Regions from separate parts of the Mus musculus genome. Here regions 2 and 3 are each linked to region 1. Evidence: chromatin contacts called from public HiCAR-type data. All regions are on one chromosome and are shown on one strand. Each heading gives the region's core, a stretch centred on a gene start, on an enhancer-like site or on the middle of the called end of the contact. The rest is flanking DNA. Distances are from core to core; before and after follow the strand shown.

Evidence for each region. HiCAR-type assays count read pairs that join an accessible place to other places.
Region 2: a contact with region 1 is called in a HiCAR-type map of embryonic stem cells, with 2.7 times the contacts expected there. The contact joins the promoter of Calca here to the enhancer-like site in region 1. A contact is called at or near these places in 9 of 39 promoter capture datasets (the 3T3-L1 cell line, cranial neural crest, embryonic stem cells and 5 more), 21 of 484 Hi-C or Micro-C datasets (the HL-1 cell line, Sertoli cells, Th1 cells and 10 more), 5 of 115 datasets of contacts at active chromatin or transcription factors (all in embryonic stem cells) and 3 of 9 other capture datasets (adipose tissue, embryonic stem cells and pancreatic islet).
Region 3: a contact with region 1 is called in a HiCAR-type map of Th17 cells, with 4 times the contacts expected there. The contact joins two enhancer-like sites. A contact is called at or near these places in 1 of 39 promoter capture datasets (hippocampal neurons), 13 of 484 Hi-C or Micro-C datasets (the HL-1 cell line, cerebellar granule neurons, cerebral cortex and 6 more) and 4 of 115 datasets of contacts at active chromatin or transcription factors (Th17 cells, double positive thymocytes and embryonic stem cells).

The regions. Positions count from the first base shown.
Region 1 is chr7:114,815,111-114,820,171 of GRCm38.p6, forward strand. All of the region lies in intron 7 of Insc (INSC spindle orientation adaptor protein), which reads left to right. Among named protein-coding and RNA genes, the nearest start is that of Gm24982, 15 kb to the right of the region's middle. Within about 2 kb of position 2,306, at least 46 of the 459 cell types and tissues checked have an H3K27ac peak or open chromatin away from gene starts, as enhancers often do. A contact at or near this core is called in Th1 cells, Th17 cells, cerebral cortex and 1 more, where this site is marked.
Region 2 is chr7:114,633,578-114,638,638 of GRCm38.p6, forward strand. Calca (calcitonin/calcitonin-related polypeptide, alpha) reads right to left here and starts at 2,780. Exons shown (of 5, transcript NM_001033954.3): 1 at 2,635-2,780; 2 at 1,550-1,644; 3 at 891-1,031. The coding sequence starts at 1,635.
Region 3 is chr7:114,669,102-114,674,162 of GRCm38.p6, forward strand. No RefSeq gene overlaps it. Among named protein-coding and RNA genes, the nearest start is that of Calca, 35 kb to the left of the region's middle. Within about 2 kb of position 1,975, at least 17 of the 459 cell types and tissues checked have an H3K27ac peak or open chromatin away from gene starts, as enhancers often do. A contact at or near this core is called in Th17 cells, where this site is marked.

The sequences.
Region 1 (5,061 bases), core at 1,056-3,555:
GTATGCATGGCACTTAGTGCACAGTGGGACTGAATTACAGTTTTCATGATTGTGGGCAGGGCAGTATTATTGGTAAGGGCTTTGGAAGAGACTGGACTCTGGGAGGTTACTGTTTATAGGAGGAAGTGATGTAGCCCTTCTGAAATAGGGACTACAAAGGGATTGTTCCCTTGGAGCTAGGCTCAAGGTGTTGGTTTAGGGAAGGTCTCTCTAGAAAGGCCTGTGGAGTCTTCCCTGTAGAAATCTAGTTTACTTCAGCCATAGGCTCCCTCTGTTTTGGTACCAGGATCAGTACACTTCTAGAAGTCAGCCATGCTTTTCCTGGTCCTTGGCAGATAGTCATGTCTTACTAACTGCTCCTGTGTTAGGCTCAGGGTAGAAGGCAAGCAGCTTGCTCCAAAGGCCAAGTGTGGAGAGCCCAAAAGTACAGCTAGAGTGGAGGCTGGCTTGTGACTTGAAGGAGGCTCCCTACTTCTAGAATTCCTGGATTCCTGGTGAAAGAGAACCAAAAAGCCAGTGGAGATTTAGTTCTAGTGGGTATACAGAGGTGCAGGGGAAAGCATTCATAGGAGATGCAAAGGACACTGTGGCTGGTCATTGATCTGTGGTACTTTGTGTCTCTAAGGAGCTCCATGCTCAGTGAATTAGGGGAGCCCAGAGAGATGGTAGTGTTCTCAGGACCACATTTGGGAGACCCAGATCCCAGAATGGAGTGAGAGCAGACACTCCCAACTCCCAAGGTTGACAGATCAGAGCTGCTCTCCTGACACCACAGACTGGCATTGTTAAGAACTGCATGGTTTGTGGAGGAAGAAAGAGTCCCAAGGAGATAGTTACTTCCCTCTGACTTTTGGCATCTTCTGTGCAATGAAATGGTTACCTCTCCTGGTGGAGGGTAGCAATACGCTGAGTCTCCAGTTGGAATCTGTGCATGGGACATATGCTGCCTATGTCTATCTTGTTTGTCTTACATGGTGGTCAAGAGAGACTCTGCATTGTCCCCCAAAGAGACTGGGGGCCAAGGATTTTGCAACAGCCACAGAAGAGTTCCAGGTGTGACTAAAGTAAGGGCCAGGTACTGCTGGCTCAAAGAATGGGACCAAGGATCAGGACTAGTGCTAACTGAACATATGGTTCAGATGAGGAGCTGGGTACCTGCAGAACAGAAAGGCACAGGTCTACGACTGTAAGAGGTTAGGAACTTTCCAAGCCCAGTGCTCAGCCAACTTTAGCCAGCTCTCAAGACAGTTCTAGAAATTTCCCTTTAGCCTTAGACAAGAGAAAGTCTCACTTCCCGAAGAACATTCTTTTGTTTCTACCCAATCACCCCCCCCCCTTTTGTGGGGAAATAAGGAGTTAGTTTACTTTGTCCTGGAGCCAAAGGGAGAGTTTAATGAAAATCGATAAAGAAATTAAGGATGATCAGGGGAGAGCAGAAGAGCTTAATTTCAAGTCCAAGGAAAAAGTCTCTGAGGTGTGGGTGGACGTGGGAAGGGAAACTGCGGCTTACATCACACGCCAGCTCACCTTTCACGCTCTGGGGTGCATGGAAAATAGAGACAGGGAGGTCTAGGCAAAGACCCTGGGCAGGAGGAAGTGGGCTCGGTGGTGGTAGCGGTGGGGAGGGCTCCATTGCCTGCTTACTAGAAGTCTCTCCCCACTGTGCTCTGCTCGGTGGTCATGAGTCAGAAATAGTACATTTAAAAGAAATTAAGCAGTTTCTCCCATCCTGTTGCCCTTTTGAATCTCACAGTTGTTATTCAAGTGAGGCAGGGAGTGGTGGCTACCTCCATTCCGATTTACAAAAGTTCAAGTAAGACTGACAAAGGTAGACAACAGGAAGCACAGGGCCAAAGTGGGAGCCCCGTGCTTGTCCTCTCTGTCCTCTCTCGTCCACTTAGATCCCTTCTCCCCTCCACGATTCAAAAGCAGCAGTAGTGGCCACAGTGTGCGGCCCTAGCACAAGGCAGCCAGCACAAGGCAGCCAGCGACTTACTTTGCTAGATCCAGTCCTGATAGTTACGTGAGGCTGTGTGGGGAGAGGGGCCTCTGGATGATTTGACCCACAGACCCTTCTTTTCTCAGGAGAAGCTCTTGATTAAGAGACGGGCTACTCTGAAAACAGACCCCCCAGATCCTGCCCTCTCCTCTCTGGGACTCAAGTCTTGCTTCCACCCTGTAACTGACAATGAATTCAGCTGCCCTGGGAACAGGCTGGGACTGAACCCAGCGTCTCAGAGCCACAGTCAGCTCTGACTGGAGCATGGCAGAGAAGGGGAAAACCTTGACCCAGTCTTCTCTGAAGAGTGTGACTCATTCCTTTCCCTTACAGTCTAACTTCAGTCTGTCTCCTGGGTAGGAGCAGAGAGGATTAAGGCTTGAAAGGGTGGAATCAAACCCCCACCCCACCCCCATTCCCATCCCGTGTACTTTCCCTCTGCTTTTACTAGGATATCACTGACATGGTGGGCCAGTACTGACCAGAGTGCCAGCTGGGAGCTGCAGCTTTCCTGCCAATCGGTTCCAACCTGAATTTGAAGCTTTGGAGCTGCAAGGCAGTCTGGATACCTAAGTGATTCACACTGGGGCTCTGTGGGACACCATGTGCTGTGCAACAGCGGCCCCTGGTGGACAAGAGCTCTACTGGCAGCCCTGCCAGGCCGCGAGGCAGCATTTTCCTGGAAGTGCTGTGGCTACTGGGCTACGGGCCCCACCATCAGCAGTTAGGACCAGAAAATATATCCTGAGACATACAAGGAGGGAGGGGGAATGGTTAAAATTCAAGACAACCAACGTTTCTTACAGGAATATGATCCTCTAGGTGAAAGATGCAGACAGATCTTGCAATCTACTGTACCCCTAGCCCCTAATCCTGAGGCTTCCCCAAAGGATCAGCTATGTATCTTTTACAGTTAATTAATTAATCATGTGTTATAGAGTGACCATGCACACGTGCCACGGTGCTCATGTGGAGGTCAAAGGACAGCTAGTCATCTTTCCTTCCATCCTGTGGGTAGAGGGGATTCAGCCCAGGCATCAGGCTTGGCCTCTGACTCTGCGCAATGTTTGTTGGGCAGAACACTCCTGTCTCCCAGGTCATGACTGAGCATGCTCCCTGCCACTCATCACCCTTTGGCGTGGGGGGTGGGGGGCTGGAGATGCTGTCACCCTTTGGCTTGCCAAGGAAATGGCTTGCATTTCTTTGCACAGACACAGACACACATACAGACACACACACAGACACACACACACAGACACACAGACACAGACTCAGACACACACACACACACACACACACACACACACACACACACACAAACACACACACACTCCTACCACCAGCCATGGGGCTGACGTGAGGTATAGCCTCTGCCAGCAGTTTCAGGGTCCTGTGTGAAGTGAAGGCAGCAGATGGAGGAGTGGGGCGGGTCCTTCAGCAAGGAAAGAATGGCTAACATATTTGAATATATTTCTGTGGGATATGAGCTAAGTCCCATTACACTCTAGGGCCTCATGCATTGTGCCAGATTCTCCTTTCTCTCTCCCTCTTCAGACTCGAATCATTGCATCTCCAAGCAGACAGAGGAACTGGTGGTCCAGGATGCATAGCCAGTGTGAGACAGATGAGATAAAGAGCAAGCAGTCAAGGCTGGGGATGCTTCCTGGGTAGAGGCTGCCACGCTGGCATTAGCACGGATGCCTGTTCTCTCGTGGCTAGTGGCTCTCTAAGGAACCAGAGGATGTTTCCCAATAGCATTTAGTAAGTTTTCTGGTAGCATGTGGAGTATGAATGGATTTTGTAAGACACAATGTGAAGTAGGAAAACGAGATGGTGCTGAGCTCTCTCGGCTGGGAACTCTGGTACCTGTCCCCTGGGTGTGTCTGTCCCCTGGGTGTGCGCGGATGCTTCCCGAGAAGCCATTGGAGCAGAACTTGCAGCCTTTTGACCCGGTGCCCTGCTTTGGAACGCTCCCTTCCTTCTCTGTGTGGGGGCAACCAGGGCTGAGAAGACTCTGGTCTGTGGATAAAATGTTACTTAGTGTGCATTTCTTCCAAAGGACTCAGGAAACACGGAAAATTCTCTGTGAAGATGATGCTAGTTCTGTGGTGAAGAGAGGCTGTACCTTAGGGGACATTACAAAGGGGAATTGACTGGGGGCGGAGGTGATGCTTCTGGCACACACAGCAATGTGATGCTGGGCTACCCTTTGGCTTTTGAGTGGAGAAGCGTCACTGGGAGCAGGGGACACAGGGCTTCTGGCAGCAAAAGGAAATGGGAGACTGTGAACATCTGTGAGCATCAGTGCAGATTGGGATGGAACTGAACCAGAAGCGTGCCCTTCCTTGGACATTCTGGTACTGACCGTGTAGAGCAAGTGATGGCGGGCCTGTTGATTGCCCACAGAGAGGGAAGGGCTGTGAGAAAAAAGATGAGGCTTACGGGGAAAGGGAGACAGACGGACAGAAAGACCTGTGGAGATGATGAGCGTGTTCAATTTTCAGAGCTGGGCTGGGGCCTCTTCTTAGATCAGTTCAGAAGCACAGATGAACATGTTTGTAGATTTACGAGACAGTCTCCTGCCTCTGACTTACTCAGGCACAAATTCATCTTTTATGATGATTTTGAAGTTTGTTTCTCTGATGAGTAACGATTCAGAGAACTGTTTCATATCCTTGCTGTCCATTTGGTTGTCTTGTGTTTTTTTTTTTTTTTTTGAAACGACAGTCTGAGATGTTTTCTCATTTAAAAACATCGGATCGTTTGTCTTGACTTATTGATTTATAAATTTTAAAATGTATTCTAGACACAAATCCCTTTTCAGATAGAGATGGCGAGAATAAATGTTGTCAGCCTGTGGTTTGCTTTATCTTTCTCTTAATGTTGTCATTTGATAAATAGAAAGTCTTGATTTTGTTAAGGTCCTATTTATTGATCTTCCTTTTTATAGTGAGTGCTGCTTCTGTCTATTTAAGAAATCCTTGCTTTCTCCAGAATGCTCAGGACATTCTCCTGTATTTTGTTTGACACTGTCCTTGTTTTGTTTCTGTTCTTGTGATAAA
Region 2 (5,061 bases), core at 1,530-4,029, 180 kb before region 1:
GAAACTAGAAAGGAGAGAAGGAGCTTAGTTGCCAAAATGGGATTGGTGGTTTGTCTCCAAGTCCTTGGCCACATCCCTTTTCTTGCCAGGTGCTTCAACCCCAATTGAAGTTTGGGGGAAGGTGTGAAACTTGTTGAGGTCTTGTGTGTACGTGCCCAGCATGCAGGTACTCAGATTCCCACACCGCTTAGATCTGGGGCTGTCCAAGCTGCAGGGAAAAGACATGCGAGGCAGTGCCATGCACCAGGGCTGACCCTGTGGGCAGTCTGCAGGTTAAATCAGTCACAGGATTAGAAGCTGGGACGGGGCTGGTAGGAGGTTGGTTCACACATACACTATCGGGAAGGCTTGGGGTGTGGTAGGCCAGAAGAATGTGGGGAAGGGCAGAGGAGAAGGGTGACTTTTCTGACATTCCATGTGCTCTTTAATCTTTCATGCTTGGCAGGGTGTTTCTCGGGATGGTTGTAGGGTAACACATGCTTTTCCTTGGGTAATGCAGGAGCCAGACCAGGGTTGGTCTGTTTCTAAGCTGGGGGCACACAGGCAGGCAAGGATAGGGAGGGGTGCTCTCCTTGGCCCTGTGGCCACAATGCCATCTCTGCAGACTTTAGGCTTTACCAGTCTTCGCTCATACTATTGCAGGAAGTCTCCCCAATGTTAGCAGACTGATTTCTACAGTTATTCCTAGCCTTCTCTTAAGTGCTTTCAGAAATAAATTTTTTTAAGTGTGATTTAACTACAGTCTCACCCGATGACTTCTGTCTTCTTTCAGCCTGAGAGTAGCTGAGCCTCGTGTCCTGCTAAACAGCAGCCAGGCGGACAGTGCGCTCTCTCCTACCTTCTGGATTCCGCCTTCCTGTGGATGGGCTAGGCAGGGTAAGGGGCCTTACCTAGAGCCCTCAGCCTCCTGCTCTTCCTCCTGCTCCAGCTCCCTGGCTTTCATCTGCATATAGTCCTGCACCAGTGCAGCCAGCAGGCGAACTTCTTCTTCACTGAGAGTGGCCATGCCTGGGCTGCTTTCCAAGATTGACCTGTGGAGAGGAAGCAAGTCTAGCACCGTCTCTGATTCCCTGCCTGCCGCTTACACTAGAGGCTTGAGTCAGCGTCCTCATAAGTTTAGGAATTTTGCAAGTTAAATGATAAGTGCAGGCAAATTGAATGACAAAATAATTACTGTTGAATCTGAATTGGGGGCTCATTTTAATAAATACAGTTTGTAAAGTAGATGAGAAATAGATTAACAGATTATAAATTAGAGTCAGTAATATTTATTGGCAAGTTAGCAGATTAGAGTAAAATTCATGTCTCATAAGGAATGAATTGAACAAAAAGGTTTAACTCTTGATACTAAATATGGGGGGGAAGTGGTGAAAGCATTTTGTTAGTTAAAGGGCTACTTGAAATTTAAGCTTATAGTGAACTTACATGTGTGTCTATGTACATGTATATATTTTTCCACCAGATAGTTGGGTTTTAAACATTCGGTACTCTGTGGTTAACAGGAAGTTGGCCAGTCCCAGGACACTAGGACTCCTGTCTTTACACGTACCTCAAAGGCACTGCCTGGAGGCTGCATGCCTGGTACAGGAGCAAGATGCTGACAACCAGGAAAGGGGAGAACTTCAGGAAGCCCATGATGCCTTCCTGCAAGAGAAGAATGTCTATTTATTCATTTGTTTATTTATATCAGTTCAAGGTTCTATAAGCCCATGGACCTGGCTTTCTGTGTGCTTATGCCTGTGACTCCCCGACATTTTGGCTTCATACTGATAACCACATTTCTCATCATCTTTGTTCCCTCATTGTCCAGTGTGCATGTAGCCTATACGGTTTGGAAAGAATCTTAGCCCTAAAGATGGAGGAGGGGGAGGGTGCGGGGGGTCGGGGGTGGTGGTGGTGGTGGTGGTGGTGGTGGTAAAGGAGTGGTGGTGGTGAGATCAGTCTCAAGGATTCTACGAATCCCAGGTGTCTCCTGTCTCTACATCTGTCTCCACAGGGAAGTGTAGAGTTGTCTTCTCTTTGTGAGTTTTTTTACAGACACCTAAGAATGTGAGAAAGAAAGTCTATGGAGAGGGAATCTTTCTGCCTTGAAATCTGAGAAACTGACGGCTGCACTGCTCAGCTGCTCCACCCTCTGGCAACTCAGTTGCCTACAAGAACCAATCTAAAGTTGAGGTGGAAAACACTTCTCTGTTAATCCCAGGGTCCCAAATCGGGGTTTGCAATTGCGGCAACTGACTCTTGTTCGCTACATATTGGCCCTAGGCTCGGACTCAGGACCAATTTCTCAGGAAACGAGAATACTGAAAGCACCATCTAAGAAGAGCTACGCCCGACTGCGCGCGTGAAGCCTAGGAGCTCAGCGTCCCAAGATTGGTGGATCAGGTGTACAGAGAGAGAGAAACGTGAGACTGGAGCCTGCGCTCCAGCGAAACTGAAGGAAGGCTCTGCGGACCAGTTCTGTAGGGACCTATCTGGATCGGGATCTAACACGAACCACGCTAGGACTAATGACTAACGGGGACTGGGATTGTCAGGAAAGACAAACCAAGGACTAACAGCGAGAGCGGGAGAGAAGAGGGAGAGGAAGAGAAAAGTAGAACTACACACCTGAACAGGAATTTTAGGGCTCACCTGGTGAGCGGTGCCTTGGAGCTGAGCCTGCGGGGATCCTGATGGAGCCAGGCAGTGCTTGCGAAGCGGTGACTCTTGATCCTGGCAGTGGCTCCTGTGCCTCCCAGCGCCTGCAGCTGCTCTTATTCCCGCCGTGGTGAGTCGGGAGGGGTCTCGGGGCTCCAGGCAGCCAATAGGTGGAAGGGCCCCATGCCCCAGACAGATTGCGTCACCTCTGTGCTTCCAGAACTCAGAGCATCTAGCAAGATGACACCATTTGAATTTAAATTGAGGTCATTGGTGGAAGTGGGGGAGATGATACGGATCAGTGAGAGCCACCCTTAAAATTAGCGGGAATTTGGAGGGCCTTTTGACATCAAGATAAATTTCATCTCTTCTTTCCTTCTTGACTTTGAATATTCCTGACTCCAATCTCAGAATCTTGGAGAGTAGAGTCCAGTATCTCAAGCACTCCTTGCTGCATGTCTGATTCTAATCGTACCCCCACCCCCACCTAAGTCCGTGCCTAATCTAGAATAGTTTAGTGCACCTGAGGGATGAATTCTTGATCTGCAAGGCTAGTTCTGGCAGCGTGGCACACAGGTTTAGGCAGATAGTCAGAGGTGTTGGTACTGCACACAAGGACTCAGTTAGACCCGAGGCTTGTGGCAGCTGCCTCATTTGGGGTTATGTGGCCACAGGTAAAATGAAAAATGAAAAAAAAAATCCTCAAAAATCTGACACCCCCCAAAAGACCCCCAAAGCCTGCATGAAACCTCAACATATTAAACTTTTCAGTGGGTATCATAGTCCCCCTTTGAAGGGCCTGCTTGTAGAAAGAAACCTTGGTGTTTTCTGGGCTATAAAATCTCTCTTTCTCCAGTGTGAATCATCTGTATTCAGCTTGGCATTCCTAATGCGCTGGATAACACACTCACATGTGTGAGAAGGGGTTGTATTTAGCTGGGTCCTGCTTGGGGTAGGGGGTACGAAGGGGTAGTGGGGAAAGTACAAAGAAGAACCAGATGCCTCCAAAGTCTCCATTGTAGATCTTTTTCTCCTCCTGCCTGGCTATCTATCACTTCTCATTAGGCTGCCTGCCTGCCTAAGGATTTGCACAGCTGTCCTTTTGCTTCCTGCTGCTGTTTGCCAAGATGTTCCAGTTGTATTTGATCCGGGGGTGGAGTGGGAGGCCCTCTCACCCCCACCCTTAGATCCCTGAGCTGAAGAGCTAAAGAGCAGGCAGGCTTGACAGTGCTGCGGAGATGCTGCCCATCCTAAACCTCACACTTGCTCCCAGTCACACTTCTCCTGGCACAGAGACTCTCCGCTCTTTCCAAAAAGGCATCCTCTCCAGAAAGCACAGCCACTCAGCAGTCTCTGTGGCCCACAGAAGCATCCTTAGTGGTTCTCAAATTGTCTGAAGCCTGCCTTCACGTCCCTCCTGCAGTCCATGCCACATTCCCACAGGATGTTTGCTCTTGGATCTCCATCTCACATCAGATTAGTTTGACTTGATCCCTCTCACAACCACTCCCCTGATTTGGACACTCATTTTGTCTGAGCAGTGAGCTCCAGGAACACCGACAAGGGTGGAGGTCCTAACTGGGGCATTTGCTGTCTGGGGACAAAGAAGCTTCATGTTTCTGCAGTTGGTGAGGTCTGAGTGTGCGGTGCTACATGCAGCAGCCAGTCCAGACCTAGCCAGTGTGTTGAACACATTGGAGAATCTGGGGACCATGGGGGGGGGGACACCCAAGCAAGCTTCATATTTCTCTAAACAGAGCAGAAATTAGCTTCCAAGAAGACTTGAATGGCATGAGCCATGGAACCCGAGTTGTCGGTCCTACCAACATCCCAGATGTGTCCCTCAAAGCAGAATGATGGAACACTTAACTTCTAGGATGCCATCAATGACTTTCCAGCTTAACTTCTGGGGCATCTCAGAAGTTTTAAGGTATAAAAATGTGAGGAAAGGAGTGCCAGGAATCCCTCTCCACAGGGTCTGCTCTCAGAGCAGCAACAAGACCCATCCAGGGCTGGGAGAATGGGCTTGGCCAGGCAGTGCCAGGCTGGAAACCAGAGCTGGAAGAATTTTATCGCCACTGGATTTAGGATTCCCAGGCACAGGAATCCCTGGAGGCAGACACCCAGAAGTGGCCTTCCTGGGCTTCCAGCAGTTTAGTTCTGAGACCTGGACTAAATTTTCGTGAGCAATTATGAGACAAGTTGGAGACAAGTTGGCGAGGGCTGAGATGACAGTGGTGAGCCACTGGGTCATTGCCACTTGGGACTGATGCACAAAATCTGCTTTTTGTGTGTGCTCAGGTGCCAAGTGCACCTGGGGAATTTGTTTCTTCTTTCAACTGCAAAGATGTCTAATATATGGGATCCAGAAATCATTTTTTAAACAAATGGATTCCTATAAGCATTTCCTAAGGAAAAAAC
Region 3 (5,061 bases), core at 725-3,224, 150 kb before region 1:
CTCTACCCTGAGCTCTCCAGCTCAGGGACTGGGCTGCCCTTCCACAGAAGGCTCTTCCCTATATGATACAGACATTGTGGTTACCCACCACCCATCTTTTTGAACCTCCTGGCTCCCCTTTCTTCTCCCTTCCCTTGCCCTCCCTCTCTCCCCATGTGGACCACCTAAGCCTGGTCATGACCACTCTGGACTCTCCCAAATGTGTCTACCTAAGAGCAGCCACCTCTCTCTCTCTCTCTCTCTCTCTCTCTCTCTCTCTCTCTCTCTCTCTCTCTCTCTCTCTCTCCCCTCTCTCTCTCTTTCTTTCTTTTTGTTCAGGCTCAATTTTAAGTAGAGGCAATGGGATTGGAAAGGAGGAATGAGCATTTTTCCGAGCCTGAACTCCTTCAGGATAAGTAGTAGGCACACTCGAAAAGAAGTGCAGCTTCAAAGGGGATTGCAACCCCATAGGAAGAACAACAGTATCAACTAATTGGACCCCCCAGAGATCCCAGGGACTAAGCCACCAAACAAATTGCATACACGAGCTGGCCCATGGTCCCCACTACATATGTAGCAGAGGATGGCTTTGCCTGGCCTCAGGGGGAGGGGATGTGCTTGGACCTGTGGAGGCTTGATGCTCCAGAGAAGGGGGATTCTAGAGGGAGGAAGTGGGAGTGGGTGGGTAGGTGGGGGAGCACCCTCTTAGAGTCAAAGGGGAAGGGAGATGGGGGGCTTGTGGAGGGAGAACCAGGAAGGGAGACAACATTTGAAATGTAAGTAAATAAAATAATTAATTAAAAATAAAAAGTGCAGCTTCCTAGACCAACCAGAGAGGTCAGTATTGGAAAATAAAGCCAGAAAGTGCCTTTTTTGCTGGGAGTCCCAGGTGATTCTTAACAGGAGTATAGCTGGAGGGTGGCAGGACTAGAAAGACAGTAAGAAGTAGCTTGAGCTGTTTTGGGGTTACAAACGTAGAATCACCGTGGGGCAGCAGGAAGTAGGTGTCTGCTGCAGTATCAGGGGGACAATTGTTGCCAGGCAACAATTCCTTAGCAAATGCTACAACTACAGCAGGGAGTTCTTCTGCTTCACTGAGAACTTGCTCTCAAAAGGAGCTTGTTTACAATAATGAGGCATGAAGCTAGGGATGGGAAGAAACCAAAGCAAAAGGCAGATTCAGCTAAAGTGCAGCCTGAGCTGCGCCCCCGCTCAGCAGTGTGAATAGCAGCTACCTTTCTTGGCCTTGAGGCAAGGGTACTAGCCTTTATACCCTATATTGATCAGTCCATAGCTGAGGGTTCCCAGTGAGAAATAGTTCTGTGGAGAAGGGTGTGCCGGTGAGGGAAATGAGACAAGACACGAAAGGTGTGTCCTCCTGAGGATGGGAGAAGAAATGGCTGATGGAGGCCAACCCTCTGCTCTAGGAGAGAACCTCTCCATGGTACATTTCTCTAGGGCACTCTGCAGGACCACACTGAGGCTACTACCTAGCTGAGACATAATTACTTAGCTTTCTGCTTCTTCTTTCTGTTATGACTGTATTCATTGCACAAAACAGTAGGTTTCATATGACAAGTTCATGTGTGTTCATAGTCATTGTTCAAGTTCATTGCTCATAGTTGCCCAGCACTGCAACCTTTTGGATTCCAAGCCCTGCTGGCCTTCTTCTTTTTCCAAATAGTGCCCCATTCTCTTTCATTTCTTCCCTTCCTGTCCATCACTCATGCAGTATTTTGTTAGAGGAGAGACGCTGTTCTTCTAACTTTGCTTTCTTGCCTTGCCCCATGTCCTCACACCCTTTTGCTTAGGGGAGTAACTTCCCCAATGTCATAGTTTAGATCTTAAGTGCGTCCCCTGCTGCCTTACTCGGTGTTAAAACCTGGTCTCCAGCCTGTGTGCTGCTGGGCAGTGGAACCTAGTTAGAGGATCCTTGTAGCACCTCTTGAAAGGGAGAGGTCTGTGGTCCTTCCTGTCGTGCCTATGTTTTGCTTTTGGGCCACCATGAGGTGAATAGTTCTGTCACTGCCTGCTCCCTGCCCAGATGTACTTCCTTACCACAGACTTCAAAACAACCAAACTGACCACAGACTGAAGTTCTGAAACTGGGAGCTGAAGGTAAGTCTTTCTTCATAACTTGGTCAATACTTGGGTATTTTGTGATGCTGATGTAAAGCTAGCACACCTATAACCCCCCTGCCTCAGTTTCTAACTCTAGACATCCTGACTTAAATCAAGGGAAGGGAGGAGACAATACTGAATTCCACCTTTTCTTAATTTGGTTTAGGGGATAAGAAGATGTCAGGTTTGTTTTGTTCTCTTGTCTTGTGAGAGACATACATTTAGTATTTCTAAGACCCATAGGAAACAGAAAGAAAACTGGAGCAATGCAGTTCAAGATACACAGGCAGGGAGGTGAGCAGCCTGCTCAGGCTCACTGCTCTGTAAAATCTCTGGGCTACCCTGTTCTAGCTAGGGAATCTCACAGGTGGGTGAGTCAGCTTCTCCACTGGGTTTCCTGTTCCTCTTCTCGGTGCCAGTCCCCACAGTGTCTGTTCACCATGGTGGAAGTGATGCTGTAAAGATGCAGAGCACATCACACTGCTTTCTATTTTAAAAGTTTGGTTCACTTTCTGTTTGATTTTTCCATAATACTGATCAGCAACTGACAATCTGTGTATCTTTCTTTGCTTTCTCTAGAATTCACAATGATCAAAATCATGTGTGCCTTGTTTGCTGAAATGTATACCCAGCACCTTGGTTCATGTTTGGCCCATGCTAAGTGCTTAGTAAGTGCACTGGTTGCAGCACATTTTAAGTAAATATAAGAAATATATAAGTGGCCGGGCAGTGGTGGCGCATGCCTATAACCTCAGCAATTGGGAGGCAGAGGCTGTTGGATTTCTGAGTTCGAGGACAGCCTGGTCTACAGAGTGAGTTCCAGGACAGCCAGGGCTACACAGAGAAATCCTGTCTCGAAACAAACAAACAAACAAACAAACGAAACAAAACAAACAAACAAACAAACAAACAAAACCAACAAAAAAACCAAAAACCCCAACCCCTGTGTATATATATATATGTATATATACATATATATATATATACACACACACATATATACCTATATATATACACACATATATACATATACATATACATATACATATACATATACATATACATATACATATACATATACATATACATATACATATACATATATACACACACATATATATGAATATGTAAGTAAATATAAGAAGGGAAAAATAGCTTGAAGGCACTATTTTGAACTCTGTAGAAACGTATGGATGGATACCTCAGTAAAAATATGGACAGAGAATGATGCTTACAGAGCATATGCAGAGGTTGTTGACAAACTGATTTCATTTTGGAAAACAGTGCTTTCAGGTGCTGGGTGGAAAATGCTGGACCAGTGGATATTGATTAGTACTGCTTCACACTCAAGTTCCTGTTATTACGTAAGCTTGAGAAACTGTAAATCTAATTCTTCTTGGAAATTCATGATGATGAGGATTTATAAAGATTGATAATTTTAAAGGAGAATTTAATATCAATTTTGCTTGTAGAAAAGTGAACATTTGTGCAGAGTATTTTTTCCTTCACTGTATAAGCATGTTCTGTATAACATTAGTTTATGGATCTCGAGTCTTCTGATGTGGATCAGTTCTTGTCCTTGGTGATAGCATGCTAAATGCATTTGCTCTTAGTTAGTGGCAGCAGTGAAGAGGTAGTGCAGGGAGGTGGCTTCTTGGAGTGCCAAAGCAGGGGATTAAAACAGCTTTAGTTAGTCAGGGTAGACTTGTTGTATTCTTCTGCTGAGTAGATGTGCCCTCTAGTGGAAACGGAGAGAAAAATGCCCTTCTTGCTACTGAGAACCACTTGTGGGCATTTAATTTTCAATTCTTATGTATTAAATAGAATGAAAATTTCTATTTCTCAGTTATCTCAACAACATTTCAGGTGTCTGGTAGCTGCATGTAGCTAGTGCCTAGTGTTCTGGAGAGCACAGCTACAAAGACTCTCTGTTGATGAACAGCATTCTTATACAGGTGTGCCATTGACCGAGTCAACTCACTGGCAGGCCTTATACATTTCATCATAGTCATCAAAAATTTCAAAACTCCTAAGATATATAGCATCATTCCTTTTTCCAGGAATATGTTATTAACTTTGGCTATGCTTTCGGCTGTGGTTTGAGTCTGCCCACGAAGAGTTCAGTTATGAGCAGTGTGATCCTCAGAACATCAATGTCAGGAGATGGTAGGACTTTCAGGAGGTGGGCTTGAATGGGAAGCAATTGGGTCATTTGAGGAGTTTGAATTCGGTGTCACAGGAAGCTATTATTAAAACAGCAAGACAAGCCCTCCTTGGTTTCTGTCTTCCTTGTACTATCAGCATCTCACCCTGATGTGCTTCTATCTCTGTGATGATATCTATCCTAGGCTTCTCTCCAGAGGCTGAGTTAATGAGGTAACTCCATTTAGGACCTTCACCCTTCCTTACCATAAGGCAAACTAAATCATTGTTTATAAAATTCCCCGCCTGCAGTATTTTCTTATGCCAACTGGGAGCAGACCAATATAACTCCAATTTTTCTTCTCTTAAAATATGTTTTAAGAAGTAGTTAGTTTAAAAAACAAACTCCTATTTGTACAGTTTAAATAACTAGACATGTTAAACTAAATGTAGTTTTCTTCTAGCATAAAAAGGCATATCATTTTTATTTTTTATATTATTTTGTTAATAGAAAATTATTCTATACCTGTGATGGTTAATATTCTCAGTTGGAGAGACCTTAGAATTGTCTGGGAAACAAGGCATTGAAGGTTAATTTAGGTTAGTCTCCAGGCATGCCCCGGAAGGATTATCTTTATTAGGTTAAGGTGAGAAGACTCATTCTAAAAGTGAGTGGGCTTGGGCTTGGGTCAAGGTCATCATAAGAGGGAGAAGCAGGCTGAGCAGGAATGTTCATCTCCCTCTGCTTCATGACTGTGGAGGTGATGTGACCGACCGCGTAAGGCTCCAGCTGTTGGGGTGTTCCCCGCCATGATGGAC